Regions from separate parts of the Gossypium arboreum genome. Here region 2 is linked to region 1. A link is a contact called in public Hi-C data. All regions are on one chromosome and are shown on one strand. Each heading gives the region's core, a stretch centred on a gene start, on an enhancer-like site or on the middle of the called end of the contact. The rest is flanking DNA. Distances are from core to core; before and after follow the strand shown. Region 1 has its middle 3.5 kb from the start of LOC128286924. Region 2 holds the start of LOC108463856.

What was found. Hi-C and Micro-C count contacts between places; a contact is called where the count stands out from the background.
Region 2: a Hi-C map of leaf shows a contact between it and region 1, with 2.8 times the contacts expected there. The contact joins the promoter of LOC108463856 here to the enhancer-like site in region 1. A contact is called at or near these places in 4 of 5 Hi-C or Micro-C datasets (all in leaf).

Annotation. Positions count from the first base shown.
Region 1 is chr13:8,061,328-8,064,847 of ASM2569848v2, reverse strand. No RefSeq gene overlaps it. Among protein-coding and RNA genes, the nearest start is that of LOC128286924, 3.5 kb to the right of the region's middle. Within about 2 kb of position 1,642, at least 1 of the 2 cell types and tissues checked has an H3K27ac peak or open chromatin away from gene starts, as enhancers often do. A contact at or near this core is called in leaf, where this site is marked.
Region 2 is chr13:8,100,802-8,104,321 of ASM2569848v2, reverse strand. It overlaps LOC108463856, which reads right to left and starts at 1,509. Exons shown (of 18, transcript XM_017763820.2): 1 at 1,167-1,509; 2 at 443-616; 3 at 176-357; 4 at 1-84. The coding sequence starts at 1,221.

The DNA.
Region 1 (3,520 bases), core at 393-2,892:
ACTTCAATTTAGCCTATAGCATTTTCAAACATTTTCACATAGGTCCTATTTCATCATTTCACCCCATTTTTCTTATGGAACAAAAATTAACTAAAATTGCCGGGTTCTATATTAAGCTTGGGCTTTCTAGAGGCCCACTAACATAATTAAACCTATGCCAACATTCACAGAATTCCCGAAAATTGGGGCGTTACAATTTGTGTCAAGGTAGAGATTGTTAGAATTAAGTGACCCGAATTCTTATTTAATAAAATACGATGGAAAATAAAATAAAAGTAAAATCCATATAAAACTAGACTTCTTTTATTTTATTTTAGAATAAGGTTTTTAAACCTTATTAAACTCCATCTATTTTATATTGATTAGGATAAAGTGTTTCAATCCTACTAGAATATGGCTTTACAAGCCTATAAATAGACATAGTCTATTCTTTTTGTATTGGATTCAAATTTTCGACATAATGAATTTTCTTCTCCTCTGCCCATGGTTTTTTCCCGAAAGGGTTTTCACGTAAAATTTGTGTGTTATTTTATTTTATTTTATTTTATTTTTCACACGTTATTTAAGTATAATGATTTTTTAATATATTTTTAATTTGTTGAAAATATTTATTTTAATATTTTTAGTATATTTGGTATATTATATTTTTAAATTTATTTTTATATAATAAAAATAATCTAAAAAATTAATACAAGTAGGTTGAGTCAAATTTAGGTTTAACAATTTTAATTTAGGTTGAGTTTGAGCAAAATTTTAAATTTATTTTTCAAGTCGAATCAAATCTAGACTTTAAAAACAAACTTAAAATTTTGTATCGACCCATCATCAAATCTATTATGATGAGAGGGTATTAAATTTATGCTTATCCAAGTGTCAAACTATTCAAAGATGTTGAAACTGAGCATGTGAAAAAATAAAGTCATGGTTTTCTTTTCCATTCTGGGAATTTGATTACCTTGTTTGTATTCTATGACCAAACTTGCCAAAGATATAAACAATGAGTATATATATATATAATCAATTTGGAAGAGTATGTAGAGAAGGGTGAAGATGAAAAATTATATTAAATAAAACTTAAATTTAAATTATTATTTAATATTAAATTGAAAATTTTATTATCAAACAAAAGTTGTCATGTGTTAATTTTGATTAATCGAAAAGTTTGTTTAAAAGAAATAACCATATAAGGGTCATAATTGTTACAAATTTATAGTTTAGTTATAAGAAAGTTTGTTGAGATGAGCCAAAATTTGATTTTTTTATATGATATAATTTTTTTATTTTTAAGGATAAATTAAATTATTAATAAATAAATAAAATTTTAAGAAAACCAATATTTGGTACTTCCTCTGACTTTTGGACACTCCTCGTAATTTGTATGAATAAATTTACAAATATTTAAAATTAAATAAAGAAAGAAACAATATTTTACACTCACTCATATTTTTAATATTCACTCATAATTTTAAATATTTCTTTGTAATTTTTATATTTCATATTTTAGTATTATCTTGTATAATTTTCATTTATTTTTTATCGGATTATCTCGTACTTTTCTTTTAACACTAACAGCATATTTGGTTCGCTGTAATTGGTCAATATTCTTTTATTTGGTTCATTGAATGCTATTCCACGGAATGAGGGTTGAATAGCCATTCAGGCCCTCCCCCTTCGAATGGATAATTCAATGCCTCCCGTAATAGGCGTTTCCTTTTTCTGACCAAAACACCCTTATACAAGGAGTTCTTTGGAGAAAGAAAATTCAACACCATTAATAACTCACAAACAGGTAAAACAACCTTTGAAGGTTTAAATAATTAAGAAAAATAGAATGAACAAAAAAGAAATCAGAAAAAAAAAAAAAAGAAAGATAAAAAAACTTAAAAACATGAGAAAATTGAGTTTTGGGTTGTTGATCTCCAAGCATGAAAACACCATTAAAAGAGGAAGAAAGTAGGTTGATGATAAAGACGAAAGAGAAATAACTAGCATGATGGAAATCAGGAGATGAAATTTCTAAAATTTTCAACGTGACGCCAACTGATGGCAGCGAATATAATGGCTAGCAGTGGACCTATTAAAACTGAAAAATAATGTATTTTTCAACCTTTTCTAATTTTCTTACCCTATCTTTTTTTTTTTTGTAAAAAGAAGATGAAGGTTCTGGATAAGAGAGAGTGTGGAAAGATTTTAAAAAAAAGGTAATGAAGGTTTTTTCTGATATTAAAATAATAGTAGAAATTTATATGTAAAACTAATATTTAAATATTTTATGATTTTTTAAAAATATTTTATAATTAGTTGGGTTTTAAAGAAATTTTCTATTTTAATTATAATCAATTTTAAATAATTTGTTTAAATATTAATACTTGTATTAGATAATACTTAAAAGAAATTTTGTTAAAATGAGTATTTTTATCATTTGAGCATTTATTTTTATGCTATTACACCACTTATTTCCTCGAACCAAATATAAGAATATTACTGCATCTCTATTCTATTCCACTCAACTTAACTATTGTTGTACTCATTTCATTCCATTCTAGCCATATTTCATTTTCACATAATAGCATTCCTTTACAGCTTTATCTTATCCTAACAAATTAAACATACGTAAATGAAAGTTTATTGAAAACTGACCGTAGAAGCTTCCGTAAATTTTCCTTATTTTACAGCTATTTTATTTGTTTAAAATTATATAAAAAAATTATAACCTTTAAAATGGACGTAAAAGTTGCGTTAATTATAAAATAAAATATCCAAATAATGCTTGGCACTTAGGAAATTTTACTATTATTTAAGTTTCTTTTTGAATGTTGGCAAATTATATTGATTTAACTATTCATAAAATTATCTAATTTGATTATCGAAAATATTTAATTCATGTTTAAGTATTAATTAGCTCAAATTATTATCTTTTATAATTGTCAATTAGCTTAAAATTTTTAGAATTATTTTAAGTTTGAATTGCTTTATATAAAAAATAAATAAAAACACTTTCACATTAATATTTTTTATTTTGTAAAAATAATAAATTTTAATTATTTTCAACTGAATTGATGTTTAGTTAACTTATGACGCTAACTCAAATAAAACTTAAATATAAATAGATTTTATTTGGATGAAACCTTAACAATACTTGTCTTGATACAAGTTAAATTTTATATGGTTTAAATCAACTAAACATCCTCTATGATCTAATTTTTAAAATACTGTAATTGAGTTCTCAAAATATAATGTAACAACCAAGTTTTTTTGTCAACTTAATCATCAGTATAGGCATTAAAGATTATTTTGAATATCACGTAAAGTATATTTAAAATATGTTAGTAAAATTTTAAAACCTATCAACCTACTGCATGCATAGTTTAGATCTATCGAGTTGAAGAAAACATGTAACATATCCTATTCAAGTTGGAGTACGGTAGGTCCAAAATGACTTTTAAAGCTCAAGATAAAGCTTACACTAATAGATGGACTCGTAGTTTGAAAAATCAATTATAATTTTTTAAAGTTGTGA
Region 2 (3,520 bases), core at 260-2,759, 40 kb before region 1:
ATCAATGTACATTGGGTAAAGACCTGCAGAGGACCCCATATTGATTATCACCCCAGGCTTTTGCAGAGCTTGCATACTCTTAATCTGTTCAAAGAATTGAGAAAATTATTCATTGCTGTACCTAGAGACTGTGGGAAACCAAAATTGCAGAAAGTACAAAGAGTTGAAGAAATACCGCGAGGCGAGTACAATCAATAACTGCAACGAGATTGACATTAATAGTATGTTTCCATGTCTTAGTGCCATCAGTTTGATCCTTCCAGAAAAGTGCTGTATTAGCAATGCCAGCATTATTGATGCATATATCCAGTCCTCCATATGTTGAGACATGCTTCTCAAATGCTAAATTTAAATCTCCTAATCAAATAAGAAGCAATGTTTTTTAAACATATATTGTAATTATCTGAAACAACTACATGAAAGAAACCCTATGAAAACTTACTTAAGCTAGTAACGTCGCATTTAACAAAAATAGCAGAAGGAAAGCCTAAATTTTGATGGAATTTGGAATTCTCTATCTCAACTAAAGAAGCAACTTCCTTCCCTTTCTCTTCCGAGAAATCTACAATTGTCACAAATATCCCTTTCGCAGCCAGAGCTAAGCACAAAGCTTTACCTGCACATAATTTCGAGAACAATCTGAATCAATTACATCATCTGCTTCACAATCTTAAGTTCAAGAGATTCATAACAAAACCAAAGCAACCGGTTAATGAATTCTCTGAGGTTTATTTCCATTAGAGATGCGATAATTAAAACTCCTGATAAATTGAAATAAACAAAGCTTTACCTGCACATAATTCAATAACAATTACATTATCTGTTTAACAATCTTAAAGTTCAACGATTCATAATAAACCAAAGGAATCGGTTTATGAATTCTCGGAAGTTCATTTCAATTGTAGATGCGTTAAATACAACTCCGGATAAATTGAAATAAACAAAGCTTCACCAGCACATAATTCAACAGGAATTCAAATAAATTACATTATCCATTTCACAATCTTAAAGTTTAAGCGGTTCATAATAAATCAAAAGCAATCGGTTCATGATTTCTCGGAAGTTCATTTCAATTGTAGATTCCAAATTTTTAAAAAAAAAAACTCCAAAAATATTGCAATCTCCAACAAAATATTAAGAAACAATAAGCTTATGAAAGTTTTTACCAATCCCGGAAGCACCGCCAGTGACCAGAGCTGATAAGCCAGGTTTAAGCTCCATTTTTTTTGTTTTCCTTTCTTTTGTTATTGTGTTTGGAATTAAGTTAAAAAAAAAAAAAGAAAAAAGAACGTATACCTGATTATTAGGAAATTGTTTATTATGGCACTTTGCTGCTACTTTGGAAATATAAATACTATTTTTAAAAAAAGAAATATAAATATTTATTTAATGTATTTCATATTTTGTCGCTATTGCTCGAAGGTATCGTTTCGTCGGTGATGAAAGCAAAAAACCAGATTCATTGACGCCTAAAAGACGTGGAAACACCGGCCATGTACTCTTTACCGTCATTTTTTTATTGAGTGACGACATCGTATTCATCTGTATGAAACCGAATAGCGCGATAGATCATACCGCCTTCAACAGCGCGTGATATTTGCCACCACGTGATAATTTTAAATGAGCATTGCGTATTTGGGTATTTATTTTTTTATAAATATAAATATAGTAGATTTCGATAATATTATTATATGAGTTTTTTAATATTGAAATATTTATTATTTGAATTCTTTTTTTTTACTGAATTTGGATTTTGTTATAATTATAACTAACAAGTTTGCCTTAGAAACTCATCTTATAATTTACCAATCTTGCTAATTAATGACATCTATGAAATCAAAATTTTGTTGACCAAGACATTATAAACCTTTTACCTTATAAGCTTAACTCTAAGAGCCATTCTCTTAACAAGAACAAAGTACCTATCATCTGTACATTACATTTATTTATTATCTTACAAGATAAATAATACCTAAAAAGAAGAATCGTCTACAAGACAAGTAAGCTTTAAAGGATAGAGAAGTAATAAAGGAACTATACGTGACGCCTCATATACTCTTTTAGGCCACCTTGCTCCAGTCGACCAAAAAGACAAAGAAAGATATAATTAGTCTATCGTTGAAGGTTTGGCTCGACTTCGTTCGCTAAGCTTTTTGCATTGCCTTTGTTAGATGCAGTTTGGTTATATGGCCTATTCATTCTATTTTGGCTCACTATGGTGAGTCTTCAACTAAGTGAACAACCAATTTGTGATATTTTGAGCATTCTAGAAAAAAATCCTACGACTCTTTGCCTATTGTCATTACTTCAGCTTTGTATCAAAATATTTAAATAATGGATATTTGAATTTGTTTTACTTTTAGAATAACAATTTTGAATCTAAATATTTGAATGCATTATGCATTTTAATTTTTAAAGTTTTTAGTTTAAATAATATTTTTATACTTATTAAATGAAAATATTTAATAGATTCAATTTTTTACGAATAATTTTATTAAATCAAGTTAGGTGATGTCTTAATTTAATACGGATAATAAGTGAAATTAATGGAAATAAACTTATGAGAAATTAGTGAAGGCTCCAAGATGTATACTAATGTCATTTTATTTAATGTTCTATTTGTCCCCACTTATATTTTGATGTGACAAAGAATTACCGGCAAAAGAACCTTGAGGATACAATGAAGTCTAATGACTATCCACATTTTATACTAATGGAAATAGTCCACTGAGTATTGAGTAGAGCATGGCAAGAATATCAATTTCAATAAAGAACTTTTGCATTAATTCTTTATAAAACAATTTAAGAATATTAGAAAATGGAGGAGAATAGAAAGAAACTTTTGATGTATTTTGGTGTTCAAACAAATAAAGTTTGACTCCTATAAGAGTTCTCATGTCTCTTCATAAAGATATAACTATCCAAATTGATAGTCACATCTTTTAGCAATAAACACAATTATTCAATAAATATCTATTTGAATTGTAACACCCTTTTCTCGACTTGATCGTCAGGTCTGAGCGTCAGGATTCTACATTCGTTGTCGGAGCAACTACAGTTAATCAAACAACATATAATCATTTATACATGTAACCAAGAGTTTATTACATTTAAAATTATTAAAAAAATCAATTCTAAGTCTTAATCGAGCTTATGAAAACTCTTTTATCAACCCGAGTACGAAACATGACCAAATTGTAAATAGTTATAGGATTGACGTCATGACATCATCAATTCCACATCGGGACATCGCCAAAATAGTATGTTAGGTCACGATGGCACGATATCACTTACTATCAATTGACGTTGCAACAAGAAAAGATGCTCGTTGGGATGTGGACTCTGTTTTTGATAAAAATGAACCATTTAATACATTTTTCATACTTTTATACCAAACATGTTCACATGATCAACAAATACCAATTTTCTTTGACTCAAAACAATACCAAAAAATGACAAATAGTTCAAACATCTATATTTAAGTTCTTAACAAGTCAATCACTATAACTTCTAACAATCA